2 separate regions of the Mus musculus genome follow, and region 1 is linked to region 2. The links are chromatin contacts, called in public Hi-C maps. All regions are on one chromosome and are shown on one strand. The core of a region is the stretch at or near the end of the contact, and the rest is flanking DNA. Distances in the headings are between cores, read along the strand shown. Region 1 overlaps Nup205 (nucleoporin 205). Region 2 holds the start of Nup205 (nucleoporin 205).

Region 1 (6,177 bases), core at 2,931-5,430, 47 kb after region 2:
TCTAGTGTAAAGCTACATGACTGTAGTCTGCTTGAGGGAGGTTATTCTTTTCTAACAAAACTTAGTTTTATTAAAATGATAACCACTGAAATTAGATTACGTAACGTGTGTATGTGCATGTGTGTGTGTTGTATGTGTGCGCAGTGATTGGTGAAGACAGCTTTGTAAAGTCTGTTGTCTGTTCTACTTCTGCATGAGGTCTGAGGATTGGCCGTGGCTCGGCACGCTTGTGATGCAAGAGCTCTTACCTGCTGACACATCCTGCTTACTTGTGAATGAAAATTACTTGGAGAAATTTCTCATTTACATTTGTGTCGTACATATTTGAAACTAAACTGCCCTGAAATAAAACTTTGAAAAGTAATTTTAGAGGAAATTATAAATCTAGTTTATGGACATAACTAAGAACTGTTCTGGCCTAATTTAAATTTTATCAAGGTTCTGGTTTTTTCCTTTAAATTAAAAAAAAAATGTTTTTTTAAAAATATTTGTTTTTCCTGTATGTGTACTTGGTGTATACTAAGGCCAGAAGAATTGTGAATTGTTTGTTTGTTTTCTTTTGTTTTGTTTTTTTGAGCCAGGGTCTCTCTTTGCAGCCCTGGCTGTCCTGGGACTCACTGTGTAACTCATGCTTGCTTCAGACTCAGAGATCTACCTGCCTCATGAGTGTCGGAATTAAATTCATGCACCATGTCTGGCCTGCCTCCTCCCCCCTCCTTCCTGTTCACTGTATACAAACCTTTTCTTACTCTTGCTTGTGTTAATTTCTTATATAGATAGTAGAACTTTTTTTTTATTTTTTATTACATTCTGTGCAACAGCATTCCTATATAAGTTGAAAGACAACTTTCAGGAGTTGTTTCTCCTTTTCCCATGCATCCCAGGGATCAATCTTAGCTAGTTAGACGCACTGCATGTACCCAAATCTGCTGAACCACTTCAAAGACTTAGCTTATAGCCAAACCGAGGGTGTCTTGAACTTGTGAGCTCAGACTATTCTCCACCACCGTAAGCTCTACCACCTTAAGCCAGCACCGCAGTGTGGGTACCACAGTGCGGTTCTGAAACTTACTTATGGCATCATATTTTGAGATCAAGGTTCATACAGACTGTTAATACATTTCTGTTTCTAGTAATTGTCAGCTTTCTAATTAGGTTTTAGAACTGTTATATCTTTAGAATTATCTGATTGACAAAACAGTTTTCTTTATTTTCATAATTGTGTCATTTTTAGTTATGGGATTTTGTTTAAGAACATTATAGAAACTTTAAGTTTTTATACATGGATAATCCAAAAGAATAGTCACAGTCTGACTTACGTGTTATAAAAATGGACTTAGCTTGGCCTGTGTCTTAGTTAGGGTTTCTAGTTCTGTGATAAGTACCATTACTAAAAGCATGGGTGGCGGGGATGGGGGCTGGAGAGATGGCTCAGTGGTTAAGAGCACTGACTGCTCTTCCAGAAGTCCTGAGTTCAATTTCCGGCAACAACATGGTGGATCACAACCATCTGTAATGGGATCCAATGTCCTCTTCCAGTGTCTCAAGACAGCTACAGTATACTCACATATATAAAGCATGTTGGGGAGGAAAGTGTTTATTTTATCTTATTAGTTGGTCTCAGGTTATACTCCATTATTGAGAGAAGTAAGTGCAGAAACTCAAGGTAGGAATTTAGAAGCAGGAGGTGAAGCAGAAGCCTCAGGGAGTGCTGCTTAGTGGCTGCTCCCATGGCTTGCTCAGCCTGCTTCCTTACGTGATCCAGGACCAGGGATCTGGTCACCCACAATAGGCTGGGCCCTTTCATAACAGCTCTTTTTTTTTTTTTTTTTTAAGATTTATTTACTTATTATATATACACAGTAGCTATCTTCAGGCACACCAGAAGAGGGCATCGGATTCCATTACAGATGGTTGTGAGCCACCATGTGGTTTCTGGGAATTGAACTCAGGACCTCTGGAAGAACAGTCAGTGCTCTTAAGCGCTGAGCCATCTCTCCAGCCCTCATATCAGTTCTAATTAAGAGAACGTGTCACAGGCTTGCCTACAGCGATACAGGCATTTTCTCAACTAAGAAGTAACTTCTCAGTTACTCCATCGTATGGCAAATTGTCAACCAGTGCAGATTGAGATTGTTAGTGTTATTATTTAGTCAGCTATGCTTATGTTGTCATCATTTAGGACTTCAAAGCATAGGACCCACTAAACATAAAAAAAATACTGAGCCAGAAATGGTCATGCCTGCCTGCAATTCAATCAGCTTGGGAGGCTCAGGTAGGGGCTGGGTTTGAGACTTGTCTTGGTTATTGCAAGACTATCTTAAAACAAAGTAATACTGAATTTGAAAACCCTTTTTTGAAAGACTTAGTTTTAAATTTGTGTGTGTGTGTGTGTGTGTGTGTGTGTGTGTGTATGTATGTATGTATGTATGTGTGTACCCGTGTTTACATGGACCCCTGTCTTCAGAAGCCTGGGAAGAGAGTGGCAGATCCCATGGACTTCATTATAGGAAGTTAAACCAGGATCTGCTGCAAGAGTGGGACATTCCATTAACCATGGAGCCATCTCTCCAATCCCCTTAACTTGTTTTAATAATGTGGTTTATAGCCCTAATTATATGTCAAGGCAAGAGCTCTACCAACTGTCTTATCACATAGCCTAAAATTATATAATATGGGCTTAAGTATGTATTTTTTTGAGTAAAAATAGTTTTTTTAAATGAATTGTTATATATTTGAATTACTTTTCAAAACAAAATACAAAGTGACATTCATGTTAAATTGTGGCAGACTTGTAAGGTCTTTGAAATTACTCCAGTAATAAACTTTTTTTTTTTGAGCTAGTGTCTCACTATGTATTCCTAGCTGGCCTGGAACTTGTTGTGTAGATCAGGCTAGCCTGGAATTCACAGAGATCCTCTGTCTTCTGAGTACTTGGGCTTAAAGGCATGTGCCACATCTGGCACAAATAAAAATTTTATTGTTCTCTTAATTTTTCATAGACATAGAATAACATCTTTTTCTTTTGTATACTCTTTTTCTTTCATAATTTTATGTTCTGGTTATAATGTTACTATGATTCAGAAATTAGTGACTTTGTTTCATGAGGAAGTATCTGATGATTTATGGAGTTTTCTGATCTTGTATTTGAACAATGGGAGATGACATTTATTTGTTTAAATTCTAGAGCATGAAATCTCCATGCTGAGTCAGATGTCATGGCTTATGAAGACAGCCTCAATAGAGCTAAGAGTGACATCTCTGAATCGCCAGCGCTCACATACACAGAGGCTCCTGCACCTCTTACTGGATGACATGCCGGTGAAGCCGTACTCAGGTGAGCACTGCGGAGGGCACGGCGTAGCTTAGGTGGGGCTGGAGACAAGGCTGCTGCTTCCCAGCTCGAGTGTCTTTATCCTTAGAACATGAAAAGTTGTCCTTTGATGTCATTTCATTTCCCTTTAATGAATTTGCCATACAAAACAGTGAAGGTTGCCACACTGAACCATCATAACCAAAGCGGTTTCACCGAGTATTGCATATGCAAATTAAACACAAGCTTCTTTTGAATCATTTTCTTTGTATGATGGGGGCTTGCTAGTTGTGAAATTCTAATTATCCTCTTCAGAGTTATGAGTGGGTCAGTTGTGATGGAAAAAGGTAGATGGACATTTCAAAGTCCTCGTAATTTTGCATCTTTATCCATTTACAAAAGGCTCTTTGACCCAGAAATAAAATATTATGTGTGTCATCTCCGAGTAAATGTAATTTTTAAAGTGTACTTTTCCTTTTCTGATCTATTGCTATTGGTGTTCAACAGATGGTGAAGGAGGAATGGAAGATGAAAACAGATCTGTCTCTGGGTTCCTTCATTTTGACACTGCCACAAAAGGTGAGAGGCCCTTGGAATTTGATTACATTATAGACATTACACTGCTTAAGATTGCAGGATAATTTACTGGTGTCTCTAGGTTCTGGAACTATATAGAAGAGCTATGTAAAGGATTACTTGTTGTCTATAAGGGTTTATAGAGCAGAGGAAAAAAATTATCTTAGTGAGTGGCCAAATCAGAAACAAGTCAGATTTAGATTTCAGCAGGGTCTCTGGTCTCAGAGCATAGCATGCTAATGAGCTAAGTATGGTTGGTTCTCCTCTTCTGTGCCTCAAGTACAGTTTATTTACTTCTTATTTCTAGTGCGTCGAAAAATTCTAAGCATCCTTGACTCGATTGACTTCAGTCAGGAGATCCCTGAGCCCTTGCAGCTGGATTTTTTTGACCGTGCTCAGATTGAGCAAGTCATTGCCAACTGTGAGCACAAGAATTTACAGGGGCAGACGGTCTGCAATGTCAAGGTGAGGGCTGCGCTCACGAGCCTGCAGTGACTGCTTCACACACCAAGCTGTCAGAAAAATATAACCCTAGTATGTATAGAGATTAACATGTTACTCATTTCTGTTATTAGTTTATTGGGCTGTTTTGTCTAGCAATGAGAAAATAAAAAGTCAATAAACACTCTTATTTTCTTTAAAAGCTTTCCACATCAATTTTTCCACCCAGCTAGGACTACAGAATAATTTTCACTATTGTTCTCTACCAAGTGAATGATTACAGCCTCAGCAAAATGAGAAGGCTATTGAGGCTCCCAACATTAAATTACTGTCCCTCAGCCCTGAGCTACTATTTTCTGGAAGGAGCTGGATGGCCAGTGTTTTTGTGTGCAATTGGACCATGCCATTGGGACATTGTATGCAGAGATACCTGGACCTTTTCCAGCTAGGGCGGGCTATGGTAATTACTATGTATTATTCCACCAGCATCTGATGATACTGTTTTTCTCTTTTTCACTAATTATTTAGCTTCTTCATAGAGTTCTCGTAGCTGAAGTCAATGCTCTTCAGGGTATGGCAGCAATAGGTCAGAGGCCTCTGCTGATGGAGGTAAGCTGTGTTAGGTTGACACCTTCAGCTCTTTGTTTGTACTACTTAATTTGCTTGCTTAAAGAGTGGTAAATGCATATGTAATTAGTCAATGACTTACACAGAGGGCTGTGAAGTAAATAAAGGCATTTGCTGCCAAGCCTGACGACTTGTTTGGTCTTCAGTACCCACAGGATGGAAGAAAAGAAATGACTCATGGAAGTTGTTTGCTGATCCCCATACATTTCCTGTGGCATATATACATGTGAAGGCACACACACATGTGAATGACAGGGCTACACACACAAACACACACATATACATACACACACACACACACACACACACAAAATAAAACTTTCATGGAATGTTTTGCGGTTTTATACTTTTTTGTGGTTTTCAATTTATTTTTAAAGTTATACAATACAATTAATAAATATAATTTGAGTGTTTTCTGAATAACTAGGAAGTATTAAAAATAGGAAATTGTTTAAAACATGTATTATCTTCCTGAATGTTAACCAGTTTCAATATTTATGGCTTTAGGAAATCAGCACTATTCTTCAGTATGTTGTAGGAAGAAACAAGCTGCTACAGTGTCTTCATGCAAAGCGGCATGCTCTAGAGTCCTGGAGGCAGCTGGTAGAAATTATCCTGACAGCTTGTCCTCAGGAGCTCATCCAGGCAGAAGACCGACAGCTCATTATCCGTGACCTTTTACAAGATGTGCACGATAAGGTGATTTAGTTCCCAAGTTACTTTACTGCTAGAGACTTTTATGTATGAATATGTTGCATTATAATTATATACATTTGCCTTTAAGCAAATATGCTGCTCTAATTGTTTTTTTCCATTTTAGATTAGAAGGAAAGTAGAGTTTATAATACTGATGCAAAAAGAAGGAGCTATTTAATCCCTGCACTTGGGAGGCAGAGGCAGGCGGATTTCTGAGTTCGAGGCCAGCCTGGTCTACAAAGTGAGTTCCAGGACAGCCAAGGCCACACAGAGAAACCCTGTCTCGAAAAACCAAAAAAAAAAAAAAAAAAAAAAAAAAGGAGCTATGAGCTAGAATGTTTCAGAATTATCCAGGAAGCGTGCGTTGTAAATATAGACTGTCTTAGAGCTTCCAGTACTGTGAAGAGACACCATTACCAAGGCAACCCCCATAAAGAAGACATTTAATTGGGGTGGCTTACAGGTTCAGAGGTTCTGCCCATTATCATCATGGAGGGAAACATGGCAGACATGGTGCTGGAGGA
Region 2 (6,504 bases), core at 931-3,430:
CATCTGCCTGTCTTTATCCAATCAGTTTAGCAAGCCATACTGGCCTTGTGGCCCACACCTTTAATCCTAGCACCTGGAGGCAGAGAGAGGCCAGTGGGTCTCTGTGAGTTTGAGGCCAGCCTGGTCTATCAAGTTAGTCCAGGACATCCAGGGCTCTGTTATAAAGATAATTATTTTATTTTACTTCATTTCATTTATTTTTGAAACAGGATTTCTCCATGTAGCCCTGGCTGCCCTGGGACTCACTCTGTAGACCAGGCTAGCCTTAAACTCACACAGACCTGCCTGCCTAGTGCTAGGATTAAAGGCATGAGCCACCACCACCCTTTTTTTTATTTTTATTTTTTGAGAGAACCTTTTAATGGTTTTAAGGATGTAACAGCAGAGACAGTTCAAAAAGGGTGTCTCACAGCTGACTTGAAAAGAAAACCAAACAGCCTGCTTATATAACCAGAAGGGGTATTTGGTAAGGTTGTTTGCACCAACCATAGCACAATCCTTCATGCAAATGAATTACATTCTGTACCAATCACAAGTCCTCTGATGATCGAACACCAGGAAGAGTGCTCCTCCTATAGCCTGCTTGAAAATGGTCACAGGGTCACTGGGAGTTCACTTAGGCTAGTCTAATTCCAGTGCATTCAAAGGCTAGTACAGGCTGTGGAGTGACCATGACTGGAGCATGTCTTCAGCTGTGCAAATGTGAGCATATCCCCAGGGTGTCTGTAAACTCTCCAGAATAGCAGGGCTGCTGTAAGGGCAGTCTGGTCAGTCGCTAGTGAAAGAGGTGCTTGGCTTAGAACTCTCCATTGAAGGCTTCCAAATATAAGCGAAGAGCTTTCAAGCAGATCGCTACTGACATCAATCATTCACAGAAATCATTATATTTTACAGTAGACTTAATGAAAGCTTAAGACAGAATTAGTACTTCTAACGTATGTAGAAGTTACTTAGTAGGCTTTTTAGGTTCTTATCTCACTAGCCCGCTTCCATTCTATTCTGTAACGTGTTTTTCCTTTCTTTCTTCTTTTTGTTTTTTTGAGACAGGGTTTCTCTGTATAGCCCTGGCTGTCTTGGAACTCACTCTGTAGACCATGCTGGCCTAGAACTCAGAAAATCTGCCTGCCTCTGCCTCCCAAGTGCTGGGATTAAAGGCGTGGGCCACCACGCCCGGCTAGCAAATTTTAAATTTAACGAGTAAGTTTAGTAGTTTTGGTTGCTTAGGTAGAAAAAACATTTGGTGTTTGTGAAATTTATGTCGAATTTGACTCAACATGTTGGGGATGAGGAAGCAAATGGGTGACACTTTTGAAGTCAGGCAGGCAGTACTCAAATTTTGTCGCTGTCTGTAATTTTCTTTTTTTTTTCCAAAGATTTATTTATTTATTATATGTAAGTACACTGTAGTTGTCTTCAGACATCCCAGAAGAGGGCGTCAGATCTCATTACAAATGGTTGTCAGCCACCACATGGTTACTGGGATTTGAACTCAGGACCTTTGGAAGAGCACTCAGTGCTCTTAACCTCTGAACCATCTCTCCAGGCCCTGTCTGTAATTTTCGAAGCACAATGTGATTATGTCTACAGAATATACTTATTAAATAGAAATTCCTTAATCACTTACTCACTTCACTCTACTCTCTTAAGGTAAGGGGGATGGCTATTCAAATAAAATTTAACTTGAAATGAAGGTCATGAGAATTTTTTCTCTTTTTTTTTTTTTTTTTTTTTGAGACAGGGTATATAGCCTGTATAGCCCTGGTTGTCCTGGAACTCACTTTGTAGACCAGGCTGGCCTTGAACTTAGAAATCCGCCTGCCTCTGCCTCCCGAGTGATGGGATTAAAGGCGTGCGCCACCACGCCCAGCAAGAACTTTTTCAGTTTCACTGATTTCCCTTTTTTGAACACTAGTCAACTGCACGGCTCACTCGAAATAAAACTACGGGTCCCATGATGCATTGCACAGCTAGTCTCCGAACCGGCTGCCCTCGGCTTGTTTTAACGGTAATGGTCGCAGTTAGACTCGATGGCCCTAGGCCAGAGCAGGGCGGGGAGCCTTGTGCACACCCGCTCGAGCCTCGCATGGCGTTCTCGGAGGCCCTGGGGACGCCCTTGTGTTCAGGCGTCGACGCGGGCAGGCCCTCGGGCCCGGGGTCCTCCCCGCGGCAGGAGCGCTCTCTCAGTCCTCCTCCAAGATGGCGGCGCTGTTGGCGGTAAATTCGGGTGAGCGCGGCGGGCCCGCGAGGGACCCGCGGGGACCCACGGGGGGCGGGGCCGGCGAGTGGGGAGCGCTGGTGCAGTCGGGCCGTTGGCAGTGCGGGCGCGAGCGTGTGCGCAGGGCCCGCTCTCGCCGCGCTCCGGCCTGCAGCCCCGCGCCGCCTCCGTTTGAATGGCGCGCGGCGCGGCGACAGTTTGGCCCTCGAAACGGGCGTGTGAAGGGGAGGCGGAGCGGCGGGGTCCCGGGCAGCCAGGCGCGCGCCCCCGAAGCCGCTTCGTCCCCCCAATATCCTTCAGGTGTAGGCAGGCCATCTACCGCCGAGGTACGGCTCAAGTCCCGGGCTGTGGGACCCAGGCGAGGCTGGAAGGAAGCTGGTCTGGAAGGGGGCCGTGGGCCGGTCATGGGGCATGGGGGTGAGGAGGTCTTGCCAGCCGCGAGGCGGTGCCACGGGCTCAGCACGTGCCGCCCTGCACCGTTGTCACAGCCACGGCGGACGGTGACATCGCTGTGAAAAAGCTGGGGCTGGGGTCATCTTTGGTAATTGGAACCCCTCAGAGATGCTTGAAGAAGTGGATGGGTTTTGATTTGTCCTGGTTCCAGGAACACGGTGCCGGTCGTTAGTGGGGAGGACTTAGATGTCAAACATTTCGTACGAGGTCTGGCACTCCTGAACACGGCTTTAGACACTCGATTCATGAGTACAATTAAGAGGCAACATAGCAAACGTTTACGGACCATCTTTTTCAGCAGGACTGTTTTGTTTTTAAACTGTTTTTGGTACTGGTTCTTGCCAGTTTACCAGTATTTTTTGAAAATTACCTAAATCTGAGTTTTGTACATAAACCATCTCAGAAGTGGTATGGTAAATTGTTCTGTAGAAATGAAGTTTTCTGTTGTATTGACAACATATTGTCTGCTCACTGGAGCAAGTGTTAGTCTTGATTGTTGAATCCCTTTATACCTGGTGTATGTGTGTATTTCATTTATATATTTGGAGTAATGCAATTAAATATCTCAGATTTAATTTGGAAGCAAAGACTTCCAGTGATTACATAATTTCTCCAAAATTAAACAGTTAATGCCTTTTTTTTTCTTCCCCGCCCCCCCCCCCCCCCCAGGGTTTCTCTGTGAAGGCCTGACTGTCCTAGAACTCACTCTGTAGACCAGGCTGGCCTCAAACTCAGAAATTCACCTTCCTATGCCTCCCAAGTGCTGGGATTAAAGGCATGCGCCACCACTGCCCAGCCAGTTAATGCTTTTAAGCACAACTTTATGACATTACATCATGCTTGTCCCCCCTCAAAGTAGTTAAATTAAATGCACTACTAGATTTTTTGAAAAGCCAGGCTTCCATGTAATAGTTCTGTTACATACATTTATAGCATATAATATCCTGAGTTACCATTAAACACAAGCCACTGACAGTTGTCACTAGCTCCCAGGAGTATAGTGTGTACAGGAGAGCTTTGATTGGCCTCAAGAAAAGAAAGCATTTTAAAAAGCCAGGAGTCAGTCAAGAGAGTTATTTTTTGTCACCTTTGGGAAGAACTGAAGCATCCATAGATGAATGGATGATGAGTGAGTGAGTGGATAAACGAAACATGATGAACACACAAAGGAATATTACTCAGTTTTTTTTTTTTTTTTAAAGATTTATTTATTAATATACATAAGTACACTGTAGCTGACTTCATCTGCACTAGAAGAGGGCGTCAGATCTCTTTATGGGTGGTTGTGAACCACCATGTGGTTGCTGGGATTTGAACTCAGGACCTTCGGGAGAGCAGTCAGTACTCTTACCCGGTGAGCCATCTCACCAGCCCATATTACTCAGTTTTAAAAAGAAGGCAGTACTGTCACATGTACATGTATGATCTTTGAGGACATTGAGTGAGATACTCAACAGACACAAGACTCTACACACAACAATGATATTTAACTTAGTGTAGCTAAACTAAAGAAAAAAAAAGTAGAATTAGGATGGCAGTCACCAAGGCTAGAAAAATGAGAGGTGGTGGTGATTTAATTAGTACTATGTCCCATCACCAGAACAAGTGTTAGGCTTGCTTTATCTCATTTAATCCCTTTATACCCCATATGTATGCGTGTGTGTGTGTGTGTGTGTGTGTATAATATTTGCAGTAGTGCAATTAAATATCTCAGATTTAATTTGGAAGCAAAGACCTCTAGTGGTTAAACAATTCTCCAAAATTAAACAGTTAATGCTTTTAAGCACAACTTTATGACATCACATCATGGCTTGCCCCTTGCACTGCTGTGCCCCCCCCCCCATAGTTAAATAAATGCACTACTAAAATTTTTGAAAAGCAAGCCTTCCCTGTTTTAGCTATTGGGTCAGACTAAACCCTTCTCTGCCCTGACCTCTGCCTAGGTCACATACCCTTAGTTGTACCCTCTTGACTTGATTACCTTCAGACTAAACCCTTCTCTGCCCTGACCTCTGCCTAGGTCACATACCCTTAGTTGTACCCTCTTGACCTGACCTGATTACCTTTCCTTCAGACCACGTAGGCAATTGGGTTTGTTTCCTTATTAAACTGAACTCATCCATGATGAATGGTTAGATGTGATATGCAGGGAGTATCCTAAAACATTAAAGGAAATGAATGTGCTTCTCAAGGTGAGTTAAAATACATACTAGAGGCTTTGAAAAAAAATATTAGCCTTTCATTTGTTACTAGTAGAGGAATATTTACTGAAGTTGGGCAACTGTAGATGGCTCTTGTGTACGTAAACTTGTTGATGTGTTGATGTTCATGGACTGTGTAGGTGAGTGCATGTGATTTGTGTGCATATATTTTTGATTTCTTATTGGCTGTCTCATTAAGAGGAAAAAATGGAATTTGTCTATGTAGTTTACTGAGTTTATATTCCAATCATGTGTAATACAAAGACAGTTATTAGTTTTTCAGAAATCTTTAGGAGTGCAGGTGCCTATGGCAACCTGAGAGAGCTTGGCATTCCCTGGAGCTGGAATTACAGACTGTTGTATGAACTGTCTGGATGGATGCTGGCGCTGGACTCAGCTCCTTTGGAGGAGTTTTACGTACTTTTTACTTCTGGTCTGTCTCTTCTGTCCCCTAGTCTATACAGACTATCTTAAGGGTAGAGAGTTAACACGTGTGTGTGTGTGTGTGTGTGTGTGTGTGTGTGTGTGTGTGTATGTTTGTGTGTGTAAGTAACTGAGGGGGAGGGGAAGGAGAGAGAGGGACTAGGTCTGCCTACTTTGTCCTCAAATTTTTGATCCTCCTGCCTCAGCCTTCTGAGGATTGGGATTACAGATATGTTTGTATTCTGGTTTGTTTGTGGTATAGCTTTCTTCCCCCCCCCCCCCCCTTTGGTTTTTCGAGACAGGGTTTCTCTGTGTAGCTCTGGTTGTTCTGGAACTCACTCTGTAGACCAGGCTGGCCTCGAACTCAGAAATCTGTCTGCCTCTGCCTCCCACATGTTGGGATCAAAGGCATGCGCCAGCACTGCCTAGCTGTGTTTTACCTCTTTATAAGGTTCTGAAATCTCTGTGATAAGGCAGTTTCCAGTTTGCCCCACATCAGGGATTGATCCAGGGCTTTGAGTTCTACAGTGAGCTCCAGTTTTGAGGCTCCCTTTGTCCTGTGCCCACTCAGTTGCCAGTTGTAATTTCTCTCTACACCTCTAAGCCTTTTCTCACTAGTCTACTGTCCTCACCTTAGTTTAGCTTTCGTCACCGCCTTACCTGCTTATTCCCAGCGTTCCTGTTCTGCGCACATTTACCACAATACCATTGCTCACCCTGGTAGCTGTCTGTCTGGGTTTGGCTTTGTTTGTTCTGTTTTTGGGTCACAGACTACAGGTTGAATATCACTCATAGCTAGATATTGTGTGTGCGCGTGTGCATGCTTGCTTGCTTTCGTGGAGTTCCTGGTTGAGCAGCCCTGATCTAGAGTCTGAAACTTTTTGAACCTCATGTTGCTTGTCAAACTTTTTAGTCTTTGCTGCAATCCAAAGTTCAAACCTATGCTGTCCTTTACCTTCACAGAGAGAGGGCCAAGAAAACAATCCTGAGGGAAGTTACCAGAATCAAGAGACAGGACCTCATTTTGGCAGGCTCAGAATTGGCTTTTGTTAGTGTATCTGTTAATTGACTTCTTTATTCAAATTCAAGAAGACAGGTAGCTAGACCAGCATGCTAATATATTGATGGTAACAGCAGTATGTGCGCATGGGTACTCAAGCCACTTTGTCAGCAGGATCTTCACTGTAGAAATTCATGGGACGAGGTACAGTT

What was found. Hi-C and Micro-C count contacts between places; a contact is called where the count stands out from the background.
Region 1: a Hi-C map of embryonic stem cells shows a contact between it and region 2, with 2.3 times the contacts expected there. The contact joins the enhancer-like site here to the promoter of Nup205 in region 2. A contact is called at or near these places in 16 of 39 promoter capture datasets (3T3-L1-derived adipocytes, the C10 cell line, the HPC-7 cell line and 10 more), 37 of 484 Hi-C or Micro-C datasets (the 3T3-L1 cell line, the 63-12 cell line, the C2C12 cell line and 19 more), 6 of 115 datasets of contacts at active chromatin or transcription factors (the HPC-7 cell line, embryonic stem cells and extraembryonic endoderm stem cells) and 5 of 9 other capture datasets (adipose tissue, embryonic stem cells, embryonic tail and 2 more).

The regions. Positions count from the first base shown.
Region 1 is chr6:35,220,326-35,226,502 of GRCm38.p6, forward strand. It overlaps Nup205 (nucleoporin 205), which reads left to right. Exons shown (of 43, transcript NM_027513.1): 24 at 3,188-3,337; 25 at 3,821-3,892; 26 at 4,197-4,354; 27 at 4,859-4,939; 28 at 5,465-5,656. Among named protein-coding and RNA genes, the nearest start is that of 1810058I24Rik, 29 kb to the right of the region's middle. Within about 2 kb of position 4,181, at least 3 of the 459 cell types and tissues checked have an H3K27ac peak or open chromatin away from gene starts, as enhancers often do.
Region 2 is chr6:35,175,436-35,181,939 of GRCm38.p6, forward strand. Nup205 (nucleoporin 205) reads left to right here and starts at 2,181. Exons shown (of 43, transcript NM_027513.1): 1 at 2,181-2,224. The coding sequence starts at 2,197.